Linked DNA regions of Danio rerio: region 1 is linked to region 2. Evidence: chromatin contacts called from public HiCAR-type data. All regions are on one chromosome and are shown on one strand. Each heading gives the region's core, a stretch centred on a gene start, on an enhancer-like site or on the middle of the called end of the contact. The rest is flanking DNA. Distances are from core to core; before and after follow the strand shown.

Evidence for each region. HiCAR-type assays count read pairs that join an accessible place to other places.
Region 1: a HiCAR-type map of caudal fin shows a contact between it and region 2, with 8 times the contacts expected there. The contact joins the promoter of atp5pd here to the promoter of znf750 in region 2. A contact is called at or near these places in 3 of 18 Hi-C or Micro-C datasets (caudal fin, hematopoietic stem cells and skeletal muscle) and 2 of 4 datasets of contacts at active chromatin or transcription factors (caudal fin and embryo).

What each region holds. Positions count from the first base shown.
Region 1 is chr3:49,642,444-49,649,005 of GRCz12tu, reverse strand. It overlaps atp5pd (ATP synthase peripheral stalk subunit d), which reads left to right and starts at 5,278. Exons shown (of 6, transcript NM_200702.1): 1 at 5,278-5,305. It overlaps slc16a5b (solute carrier family 16 member 5b), which reads right to left and starts at 3,621. Exons shown (of 5, transcript XM_021474725.3): 1 at 3,374-3,621.
Region 2 is chr3:49,346,153-49,353,405 of GRCz12tu, reverse strand. It overlaps znf750 (zinc finger protein 750), which reads left to right and starts at 3,664. Exons shown (of 3, transcript NM_001017786.1): 1 at 3,664-3,827; 2 at 4,885-6,146; 3 at 6,247-7,253. The coding sequence starts at 4,933. The coding sequence ends at 6,856. tbcd (tubulin folding cofactor D) reads right to left here. Exons shown (of 39, transcript XM_073944965.1): 14 at 245-401.

The sequences.
Region 1 (6,562 bases), core at 4,029-6,528, 290 kb before region 2:
ATCCGCTGCATAAAACATATCCTGGATAAGTAAGCGGTTCATACCGCTGTGTCGACCCCAGATTAATAAAGGGACTGAGCCGAAACGAAGGAAATACTGTGAAAAAACCTTTGCTCTGTTAAACATCAATTGGTAAATATTTGAAAAAGAAAAACTATTTAGCAAGAGGGCTAATAATTTTGACTTTACTGTTTTTATTTCTTTATTTCATTCCCAAAATGATTATAAAATGAAGTAAACTTTGTATATTTTCAACTGCATTTCAAGTAAAACTTTATTTATGATTAGTAATATGTATTAAAGAACTTCATTTGAACAACTTTAAAGGCAATTTTCACAATATTTAGATTTTTTTTAATCCTCAAATCACAGATTTTTAAATCGTTGCATGTTGTCCACTCCTAACGAACTGTACACACCAATGAAAAGCTTATTTATTCAGCTTACTGATGACGTATATATTTCAATTTCAAAAATTGACCAATATGACTGGTTTTGTGTTTGAAAGTGACATATTAAAATGATTTTATAGCACAAATGTTTGGAAATTATATTTCCTACTATCACATTTTCCATAATAAAGAATTTCACACCCCATAAAGTTGCCTAATGCTTATGTAAATTTATTACAATATTCATTCATTCTTTTATTTTCTTTTTTTGGCATAGTCCCTTTAATAATCAGCGGTCGCCACAGCCGAATGAACTGCCAACTTATTCAGAATATGTTTTACACAGCTGATGCCCTAACAGCTGCAACCCAGTACTGGGAAATCCAGTACACTGCTGATAATTTAGTTTATTCAATTTACCTATGTTTTTGGACTGTGGGTAAAACCGGAGCACCCAGAGGAAAACCCACGAGAACACGGGAGAGCATGCAAACTACACACAGAAATGCCAAATGACCCAGCCAGGACTTGAACCAGCAACTTTCTTGTTGTGAGGCGACAGTACTAAACACTGAGCCAACATGCCACCCTATATTATATTATATTATATTATATTATATTATATTATATTATATTATATTATATTATATTATATTATATTGCATTGCATTGCATTGCATTACATTACATTACATTACATTATATTTTATATTATATTATATTATATTGCATTGCATTGCATTGCATTACATTACATTACATTACATTACATTACATTATATTACATTACATTACATTATATTTTATATTATATTATATTATATTATATTATATTATATTACATTATATTATATTACATTACATTACATTACATTACATTATATATTATATTATATTATATTATATTATATTATATTATATTATATTATATTATATTATATTATATTATGTTATATTATATATTTATTCATTTTTTTCATCTTAGCCCCTTTATTAATCTGGTGTCGCCACAGTGGAATGAACCGCCAACTGATCTAGCATATGTTTTATGCAGCGGATACCCTTCCAGCTGCAACACATCTCTGGGAAACATTTCGCTAATTCACTTGTACCGCATGTCTTTGGACTGTGGGGGAAACCGGAGCACCCAGAGGAAACCCATGCGAACGCAGGGAAAACATGCAAACTCCACACAGAAACGCCAACTGAGCCGAGGTTCGAACCAGCGCCCCTCTTGCTGTTATATTATATTATATTATATTATATTATATTATATTATATTATATTATATTATATTCATTCATTCGTTTTCTTTTCAGCTTACTCCCTTTATTATTCTGGGGGTCACCACAGCAGAATGAACTGCCAACTTATCCAGCACATGTTTTACGCAGCGTATGGCAGAGATCCATACATACTCATTCACACTCAATGTCAGCATTTAGCCTACCCAATTCAACTATATCGCATGTTTTAGGACTGTGGGAGAGCACCCAGAGGAAACCCACATGAACGCAGGGAGAACAAGCAAACTCCACACAGAAATGCCAACTTACCCAGCCATGGCTCGAACCAGCGACCTTTTTGCTGTGAGGCGACAGCACTACCTACTGCGTCACTGTGTCGCCTATATTATATTATTCATTCATTCATTCATTTTCTTGTCGGCTTAGTCTGTTTATTAATCCGGTGTCGCCACAGCGGAATGAACCGCCAACTTTTCCAGCAGGTTTTTACGCAGCGGATGCCCTTCCAGCCGCAACCCATCTCTGGGAAACATCCACAAACACACACTCATACACTACGGACAATTTAGCCTACCCAATTCACCTGTACCACATGTCTTTGGACTGTGGGGGAAACCGGGGCACCCGGAGGAAACCCACGCGAACTCAGGGAGAACATGCAAACTCCACACAGAAACGCCGACTGAGCCGAGGCTGGAACCAGCGACCTTCTTGCTGTCAGGTGACAGCATTACCTACTGCGCCACTGCTTCGCCCTATATTATATTATATTATATTATATTATATTATATTATATTATATTATATTTGACTGTGTAAATGTATATTTAATTCAATCTGAGAGTTAGGGTTATAACAATTATAAATATAATTTATTTTTATTATTTACTTTATGTTTTAGACATATGGTAATATAATGATAGCTTCTTATGCAAACAACATTGAGTAAATTATGAATATGATTTTTATTATGTAAATCAGTTTCTGTAGGGTTTTGCATTTTTATGATTTTGCCCATGAGAGCATCATGATTCAAAACATCTAATTTTGCTTTAAAGCTTGCAGTGTGTCTTTTTTATTGTTTTATTATTATTTCGATAATATTGCATATGCACATCCACAAAATTTCAGTATCACAACGTGTCTTTATAAATAAACCAATATGAAATAACTCTTATAATAATTAATAAAAAAAATTCTAATACATCTAATTATGGAAATTGATCAAGCTAATGACGAATATAGATCTTGACTAATATAAATCTGATTTATTCTCAGCGCTCCTTTAGAGTTTCTTAATTCCTCTTTCTTTTCAGTTTCACAGCATCACACGCACATACAGGCATAACAGCTCCTGAGGGCACTGGTCCACATGGACCTATGAATAACTGTAACTGGCAACCGACAATATGTTTGTATCACGCTTAATATTTTTCGCTGTCTCTCCATGAACAAATTGCACGTGCTACAGTTGGTTGTTTAATATAATAACAGTTAGCACACTAGTAATTAATTTCATCATAACACAAATTAAAGCTACAATTACCTTTTAAAACACGTATCTATAGATTACTGTTCATCTCACTTTTTAACGCATATCCTACCACCAGCATCAAAGCAGAGATAATGAGATGAAATCAACACACCTGTTTTACTCGCGCGCGGCTACTCATCCGTGTGATGAAGCTCCTCTAAAAAACATCCAGCAGTTTTATTATTATGTTTCTCCCCTCACCTTTAGGAGCTGGTGGTCATCTGTTCTTGCCGTGTAGTGGTCCTGTTGTTGAATGCTCGCTCGCCCTGTCCGGCCCTGCGTGACCCGCGTGGTGAACGGCACGCGAGCTCTGGCGCTGCGGGAACGCGCAACTCTCCCTGCGGGCAGCGCTGCGATGGAGACGGGATTACAGGGAGCTCGTGACTGTACTTTATCAACTCCATCATGATTTTTTTCATCCTTGCCCCTTTGCCACAATATCGAACTCTGACGTAATAGCATGACAGTGACAATTTCGTCAATCCCACCCACCTCAACAAAGAGCATCCCGTTTTCATGATAAGATAAGGTGTTTTCATAGGGGTTTTTTTTTTTTTGTTGCTTTTTTCGTTTTCTTACAGCAGTCTTATTAATATCACATAATAATGTTAAGGAGTACGTTTAAATATGGTAGTCAATTTATTTATGTATTTAATGTTTTGTTTTGCTGATATGGTTGTTTTTACTTAGAAATTAATTTCTTACAACTGGCAGATTTTTTTTTTTTTTTTTTTTTTTTTTTTGCTGACAAGCAGTCTTGGCTGTAACCTTTGTAGTTTATTTTTAATTGTATAAAAATAGGCCTTGATATTATCACACAGGTGACAGTATTACAAAAAATATTTTTATGAATGCTGTTTTTAATTTTATTAAACTGTATTAAAAAGAAAATGCAAATACTGTGATAACGCAGTGGCGCAGTAGGTGCTGTTGCCTCACAGCAAGAAGGTCGCTGGGTTGCTGGTTCGAGCATCGGCGTTTCCGTGTGGAGTTTGCATGTTCTCCCTGCGTTCACGTGGGTTTTCACCGGGTGCTCCAATTTCCCCCACAGTTCAAAGACATGCGGTACAGGTGAATTGGGTAAGCTAAACTGTCTGTAGTGTATAAGTGTGTGGATCCGCTACAAAAACGTGCTGGATAAGTTGGCGGTTCATTCCGCTGTGGCGACCCGGATTAATAAAGGGACTAAGCCGAATGAATTAATATGAATAACAATAAAACGTTTTAAGCATGCTCTTATATTTTTTTAACAAATCAAATATTGAGGACATTTTGACATCAGGATCACAAGGTATACAAACACAGAGGGACAAAAAAAGAGCACATGCATGGTTATGTTTCTTTGCAAATCAGAAGCTGTAACAATGATTACCATAATTTGAAGTGATTTTAACCTATGTTTTATTCATTTACCTCAAGTTTATTTATTTATTTATTTATTTATTTATTTATTTATTTATTTATTTATTTATTTTCTGTTAAGGATAAGGGGCGGAAGGGTACTCACTCTCCCCAAGTTCGTGTGGGTTTCCTCCACCAGGGGCTCCGGTTTTCCATAGTCCAAAGACATGTGGTATAATTAAATAAACTAAGTTGGCCATGTGTATTAGTGTGTGAATGAGTGTATGGGTGTTTACAGGGTTGCAAAAAAAAGATCAATATGATAAAATAATCATTTGTATCAAATACTATATAAGGGACTTTAACTATAAAGAAAAAAATTATGCAAAATTTATTGATTGTGGCTCAGGGACTAAGCCGAAAAAAAAATGAATGGATGAACATGACCTGCAAAAAAAGAGCTTAAAACAGCAAACAAGCATCAAAATCTTGCCATGTTATTTTTAAAGCAGACATATCTTTGAAGAAAGCTGAAACCGTTGACTTCAATTGTAGAATTTATTTTTTAAATTAAATTACACAAAAATATTAATCCTTGGGGGATAATCTTATTAAGCCATGTGTCTGTTTCCTGCCCTCTGGTGGACTCGTCAGTCTAGTGTGTTATTCATATGAGCTGCAGTTTTTCTCCAAGCCGCTGGGTCTCAGTAAGGAGCGCTGCTTTCTTAACCGCGTTTCCGCTCTCCAGCCGCCATCACGCTTCTGTCATTGCAGCGGCTTGATCCTTGAGCAGTAAGTACGGTCAAGATTCCATCATTTTCCTAATAATTACAGGTCCTATTATCTTTTCTCGACATAACAATTAATATTAGGACGTAGCCTACTGTTATTGAGACACGACGTGGAATTTACATAGTTGTATTTGTCAGCTCGCAACACGCTGACCTTGTCTTGTTGACTTATCTCTGCGTTAGAGAAGGATTATCATTTCTTTTGTTTTAATTTGCCATATTCCTGTAATCAAAATGCATCTTAATTGTTATGAGAACTGTTTAAATGAGAAAAGAGATCAACCTTATAGCTAAGTAAGTAAAGTCGTGTCTTTCTGAGTCTTGTATTCACAAATGTTTGCATATAACATCTAACGTTAAACATTCAGTATTATTTTTGTATAATAATAGCACATGTTCAAATATAGCTCACTATTTAATGCTTTACGTTAAAACATTTATAATGAAGGCAAGGTGAATTGTTTAAAAATGAGGTATAATGGCGAGAATTAAAATAACGAGCTATAAATGACTATTCTAAGAATAATTCAATTATATAAACTGTATTGCATTGGAAGTTTGCAAAAAAAAATATAATTTATATATATATATATATATATATATATATATATATATATATATATATATATATATATATATATATATATGTATATGCCTTGTTACACAAATGGGGCTTTATTTTGTTAAACACACCAAGTTGCATACATTTCTATAGCACAGACATTTTGACATTGAATTAAGTCAGGTGATTTATTATTATTTTATTTCAACGACTTTTACAAAGGTAATTTTGGTGTTTTTTTATTACTGGGCAATTCCATGCAAATGTCAACCTTGTCATGAGAAAAGTTTTTACCAAAATATGAAACTTTTTACGTTTAATTTTTATTTATTATTATTATTATTTTTTTTTTGTAGGCTTGTATTTTACAGTACTTTGAAAATACTCAAAAAAATGTTTCTGTCAGTGTTTTCAAACTATTATCTTTGATTTACCAAAGTCACACAACTGGCAATTTCAGATCCGTCACATCCATAACAGAGACATGTTCACATCCATAATGACACTTTTTTTCCCTCATAAATGCAAAAATGTCAAATTGAAAAAAAGTAAATTTTTGTTCTATAGAGAGACATTTTATCCTTTTGATTAGCATCATTTCTTTTGGGTTGTGCAGTTTAATTCACAGAATTTCTACAAAGTATCTCTTATACTGCAAACTCGCATCCATAACGCATACTTATTTTCCTCATTAAA
Region 2 (7,253 bases), core at 2,415-4,914:
TTTAAAAAAAAAATCATTTTTGGGACAAAATTATTTACCCCTTTAAGCATTTTTAGAACCAACCATCGTTGATAATTCAGGGGGGCTAATAATTCTGACTTCAACTGTATATATTGCATCCCCAAAAAAGACTCAGGTAATGTCTATGTGTTGTGCCGATAAGTCCCTATATGGATTACTGTGGCCTAATAACATGTATTATATTTTAGTGAAGTACAACGGTGTGGTGATATTGGGTTCGTACCTGGCAATCTGGTTGACATAAGGCTTTAGTTCAGTGGGCTCATAGGCACGAGCGAAAGCCCAGCACACATAGCAGCCTGCATCTCGCACATTCGATCCCAAGCTGCACGCTCCCCTTTTCTCATCATATGTCAGAGCTTTCAGAATCAGAGGCACCACTGGAAGATAGATGAGAACAAAACATTAGTATGCAATAATCATTTGTTTTTTAATATTGTGAAATTTGGGATAACTGATTATTTAAAGACGACAAATTAAATATATTATTATTTGTAATTAAATAGGAGTATATTTAAAATATTATTTATTCTTGCGATGCCAAATGCTTGCCAACATTTTCCGCAGTATCACTGAAGCGTTCATCGTGACTTAACCCTTCCAATGGAATTGCAATAATGTGCACCTTTTGTAAAGCTGCTTTAACACAATAACTATTCTGCAAAGTACTATACAAATGAACTGGAATTAAATTGAATGCTTATTTTGGTACATTTCAGAGTTTTTTTGTTTTTGTTTCGATTATATATATATATATATATATATATATATATATATATATATGGTCACACTTTACAATAAGGTTCATTAGTTAATGTTAACTAATGCATTTACTAACATGAACAAACAATGAACAATACATTTACTACTGTATTTGTTTATGTTAGTTAACGTTAGTTGATGAAAAGACAGTTGTTCATTGTTAGTTCATGTTAACTCATGGTGCATTACCTAATGTTAACAAGCATGGACTTGGATGTTAATAATGCATTAGTAAATGTTCAATTATGATTAATAAATGCTGTACATGTGTTGTTCATGATTAGTTTATGTAAGTAAATGCATTAAATAATGAACTTTGTTGTAAAGTGTTACCATATATATATATATATATATATATATATATATATATATATATATATATATATATATTTAGTGCTTGCATAGTAGAGATGGCATTAGTGTGCGGATGGTAGTTATGTATATCTGCAAGCACTGTGGATAACCCACGGGTTGGGCAGGTCGGGTAATAGAAAAAATACTTTATGATTAATTGAGGGTGGATGTAGCAGGACATGGCAGTGGACCAGCAAAAAAAGCAGGGAGTGAGCTTTGCAGAATGGGAAGATGAGACACCCAAAATAATGGATGAAGAGTAGCCTACTGTTCAAAGTTTCAGTTAGAGTCATCATCAGAAGAAAAATCTGCTATCATTCTTGGAGAAACAAGATCGCTTATTTTCACAACTGCAGCGCCTTGCGAGGAGAATCTTGTTTATTCCTACAACAAGCGGTGAAAGTGAATGCTCATTCAGTGCAGCTGGCCGCGTTTTGGATGCGAGGCGGAATCGCCCGAATACAGGCACAATAGATGCTATTCTGTCTTTGCACAGTGCGAAGAAAAAGGCCAAGTAAACATAACAAAGCTGCCGTTTAGGCTGAAGTAGCATCCTTTTTTTTATCTTGTTCCTGTATCTGTAAAAACTAAAAATGTCTTATTTTTACTTTCTGTATCTATTTGAAAAATGAAGAAAATGTTGTCTAAAGACAAACTTTTGTTTTTATAAATAAATGTTCATTTAAAAACGTTTACGATTAAAGTATTATTTTACTATCAGAGATGCGCAGATTAAAGCTCACTGAATCTGCTGTTGATATTCACACTGAGCTGGCGCATGCTTAGAGGCAACCCAGGCGGCTGCCTACGAAGGCAGAATAGAGAGGGTGGAGTCCACGACTATCCCCCCACCGCCGGGTATCATTTAAGCTGATCCGCACATCTCTATTGCATAGACTAGTCGAGCGATCAACTACTTCAACCACTAGTAGGTGCTGTCAGAAACAATCCACTTCTCGAGCGTAAATTTTCCATAAACGAAATCAAAATGACAAACGTAAGCGACAAACATCCTGATCCAAAGTTAAAAGCAGCCAAACTACAACTGAGGATTAAATATAAGATTTTTTTCAGATGCCTGACATTAACACCATGGGAAATTCTCTCGAAAGGTGGTCGTTATGAACACCAGTTTTATTTTACTACCCAAGCTAGCAAAATTATTTCTTGCCATCCTGATGTCCACGAAGGGAACACATTCTTTATTGGCTGGCAACGCTGTAACAAGACAAATAGCAAGCCTGCATCCCTCTCACATGGTTGTGCTTGTATTTATAAATGCAATCCAGCAATCCACTTTCTGTGGTTAGAGGATGATAGCGGGGATAACTGCTGGTGTTTTGTATAAAGTTTGCTGAACTAAGATGCTATTCCTTATTTCTGTCTAAAGCAGGGTAAATTTAAAATGATTAAATTGTAGGACGTACATTTTAATCACTATTGCATTGCTATTTTTTTTCTACGACTTTGTCTGCATGTAAAATATAATGTAATCATTCATTTGTTTACTGTGTCTATGCATATTTTATTTATTACCTTTAATATATTTTTTAAATGTATTCAAATTATTTATTCATAAATAGTTTATTTATTATTTATTTTCCGCTAGACAGTATACTGTAACTTGTTGAACAATTTCTTTCTCGAACCAAAAAAGTTTTCATTCTTGTTATCACTGCTGAAAACTTAAATATTAAAGTCATTTTTTATTAGATTAATTTTTGTATAAAGCCTGTATATATATATATATATATATATATATATATATATATATATATATATATATATATATATATATATATATATATATATATATACATACATACACACACACACACACACACACACACACACACACACACACACAAAAATGTATGTATTGGATGTACTGAAACGTGGTACATAAAAAGTGTTGCAAACAAATAGATACACATAATTACACTAAAAATAAATACTTTTTTTGGAAAGATATTACAAGGAACAATTTTCCTAAAATGTTGGTGGGGCCAAAATGAACAGTATTCACAGTTTATGATTCATGCTGTATATGCAGTGAGTACTGTATTGTGAATAAATGTGAATGTATTTCAAAATAAAACTAACCCCATTTGTGAAAACTACGATCCGGATGCAGCATAAATAACTGCAAGCTCAGAACAAGAATTTTCATAATCACTCTGAAAGACACTTCACATCAAGCGCAGCACACATGCAAATCTCACTGGTTGTCCTGAATATTTCCACACCCCTCTGACAACATCCTCAAACCTGCTTCACACCTAACTCCACCACTCCTGAGCTAATTCAACCATTTAGGCAAACAAAAGGCGCAAACAGTCTTGTCTGGATTTTAAAGTCCATGTGGATTGTCACAAGCAGGTGAGACAAGGAGGCAAACTAGCAGCGTATCGTGGCTTGGGGCTTGCCTAATAGCAGGCGCATTGATGCTGCCTCAGGGCTCTACTGCTTGGGCACAGACTCCACCCCACAGAGTCAACACCTAAGAGAGAAGGCGAGAGGCTCATCAGACTCATCAGAATCTAGACGGAGCACCTAAACGAACAGACAGTCGATTTCGAGGACAAGCACGCCAGACAAACTCTTCCACTTCAGAGACTTCTGGATGACCACTGTGGATCTACATCCATCAATGATACATCCAATATCGTGAACGTGGAATCTGACAACAGGTAAGAGTATGACAATGTCGATTGATAATGACTGCAGTCATTGTTACTGTTGTTCATATGTACTGTTCATGTGTATGATCAACTGTAACATTTCTTAAAGCTTAACTGTTGGTGTCATGTCAGGCAGGTGTTTCAGAGGTAGATCCAAATAGCTGACTTTAGTTGCACCTGCTAGACTACACCTTGTAAAAAAAGTTTACTTGTCATGTGGTTGTTCAGGCTATAAGCAACCTATAAAGTTTTTCCATTTAGAAAAAAAATAAACTTTTTCACATTTCACAAGATATTGGGTTATTTACAGAATTAAAACCAGGAAACAATGGATATTGCAGCAAAATGTAATTTCACAATCCAACAAAAAATGTCTTTTAATTTGTGCCTTGAGGAGGGAGCGGCTTCGTATAAAACATGGGAGCCAAAACCTGAGCCACCACTTCTTGCGACAGCTAGTGACAAACAGGTTCCTTAAGGTGGAGTCATTTTCTGCATAACTTGCCTGACAATCTCTTTCTTCAATCTTCTTAGCACCAATACAAACCTTCAGGCCTCAAAATCTTTGCACACTTACCAGACCATTACGTATCCTCATTGTAGTGATGAACTGTAGAAGAAATTCCTTCAAGCACTGAAGAAGTCCATGTTGTTACCAGTGTTATAAAATCCGATTTCAAATGAATAGTTGGGGTAGCTTCTCTACATTTACAGTGCGAGTAAGATTAACATTTAAATATCTTGTATCCTGCAGGTAAGGTCATGGGAAACAGGTGTATGAGGTTTCCCACGCCATCAAATTTTGAAGAAGGGGAGCATGTTTCTACAGGCCTACACTTCAGGCTTCGGTAGTGCAGCTAGAGTGTGTCATGCTAAAACAGAATCCAGCAAACATTAAAGAGCGGCTACATTCTAAATAAAAGGTTTAAAAGACAATGAATTTGCTATATTTATTTCTATTACTAGTAAGTTGTGACCCAAAAACAAATGAAGAGTGCTGCTCTTACAGGGTGTGGCAGAACTGTTAATCATATATACATTTTTTTTTTTATTTCCCCATTGGCAGATAGGACTGACAAACCACGCAGCACTGGATTTGAACAACTGCACCACTATGGAAACCCTTCAGGGCAGAAAACCGAAGAAACCCCATTACATTCCTCGTCCTCCTGGCAAGCCTTTTAAATATCAGTGTTTCCAATGTCCATTCACCTGCAACATCAAGTCTCACCTCTTCAACCACATGAAGTATAATCTGTGCAAGAACTCCATCTCTCTGGTGTCTCAGCGCATGGAACAGACAGGGAAAGCATCCAGAGCTTCCCAGCATAGCCCAGCTTTCAGTCACAACAGCAAAGAGCTACCACTGGATGCTGAATCAACCAAACCTATAGAAAATGTCAAGATTGAGAAAGCGGTGACTAAGGAAGCAAGAGAAAAGCCTCAAAGTCCCATCAAGGAGGTCAGTAAAGATGACACTGAGCCAGCTCTTGAGGCCAAGGACAAAAGTGAAGACATGGACATTGCACAGAACAAAATATCTTCGGCCTTCTCGCCAGTTGCACGAACATGCGAAAGTGAAGCTCTTTCTTTGTCTCCACATAAGGATGATCAATCAACCATTCCTCACTTCTACCAACAAATTGCACCTTGGGTAACATCTGCTTCCTCAGCACATCTTCTTCCTCCAATACCAGAATATCCTCCATACATGGTGCCCGAAAGGTCCTTGCCTCCCCTCTACGCACCCTACCCACATAACCAAGCAAGCACTCCAGCCTACCAAGTAGCACCTCGAGAGACCCAGAGACCACTAGTGCCGTCACCTTTGATCCCACCTAATTCTTCCCTTCTCCACCCTTATCACTACAGATATGGTCACTCTATTTTCCCCAGTCCACCTCTACCCTACAGCTTCTATCAGCACCCTGAACTCTCTATACCCTTACAGAGATCCAGGTATCTTCCTCTGGATGTGTACAGTAGCAGATTTTATCCTCGAGAGTATGGAGGGCACCTGGTCCCCCTAACGCATCCTGAATCTTACAGCAGGCTTGCTGAGGATAGGGCAGTGCAGGAGCATAATACAGGAGACAAAGGTATTCGCGAGAGTCCTTTAGAAGGATGTGATGCCTCTGGGTCTCCAGACAGGCCCAGTACTGCAGATGTCACCCAGCGTATCCCTGTTGGACTCAGACTTGCTTCCCATGGGGAGTCTCACTCAGGCAGCCAATCGCATATCATATCAGGGTCGACTAAAGCAAATGATAACTTACCCAAAATGCCATGTGGACAAAATCAAGAGAAAGTGTTACAAAAGACAGAAAGGTAGGTACAATCTAAGCGGGACAAATAAATATGATATACGCATGATTAATTTCCTCCTTGCAAAACATTCATAACATGACATCTTGTCTCATCTTTACAGGTATGATTCACAAACCACAATTTCTGCAAGAAGCAGTGACATTTCAGACAAGGAAGAGGATGAAGAAACCGAAGAGGAGATAGGTCCTCTTAACCTTTCAAAAAGGGACCAGGCCACATCCGACAACATGACACATCATCACTATCCTGACCGAGAACTGCATTATGATTCAGAAAGTAGTCAAGAAGAGGCTCCGCTCAACCTCTGCCTCAGGGTACAGTCCAGCAACCAAGCCTTGCCCAACACCTCTGAAACTCCGGAAAAAGAAACCATCAGCAATGCTGAAGTATCCACAACTGAGTCACCCCAGGATCTAGAACCATGTGACCAAAGGCAGACAGCAGCCTTTGCTTTATGCCAGTTAGCTAGCTCAAGGGACATCATCAATGACACTTCTGTTAAGCAACAAGGTGTGACCGAGAGCCAGAACACTAAGTGTCTTCCTTCTTCTGACAACTGCTCAGTCAAAGACAGTCCTAACATACTCAATGCAAGCGTGTTGGCATTGGGACAAAAAAGGGCAAATAATAGACCCTTAAGAAACACTAACAAACGAGCAAAGGTTAAAGAATCATCCCGTCCACGAAGAAAAAGGTCACAAAACTGCTGATGAAGAGTAGTTAAATAGTGAACTGCTGCAATTCAGATGGTTGAGAGAGAAAAGCGGTCCAGTGAAAACATCAACATTAAAGAGAGACTTTGCAGAAATATGGCCAGCAGCTACTATCAAGTCTTGAATTATTATAGTATTTATGGCCGTAAAATAACTTACTTATGAATTTTAAAGTTATGATTGAACTGATAATGTATACGTTCAATGTAAGATACTTTGAATAAAAGCATCTCCCTTAAAGATTTATGTAAATAAACACGTTTTTAAGTATTCTTGATGTATAAACATTATGCACTGACTAGAAAAAGACAGCACCCCAGTTTACTAAGAAGCTTGTTCGCTTTGACAAATATTCAATGTAATGTAACAAAAAGTGAGTGGGTGGTGGCATTTT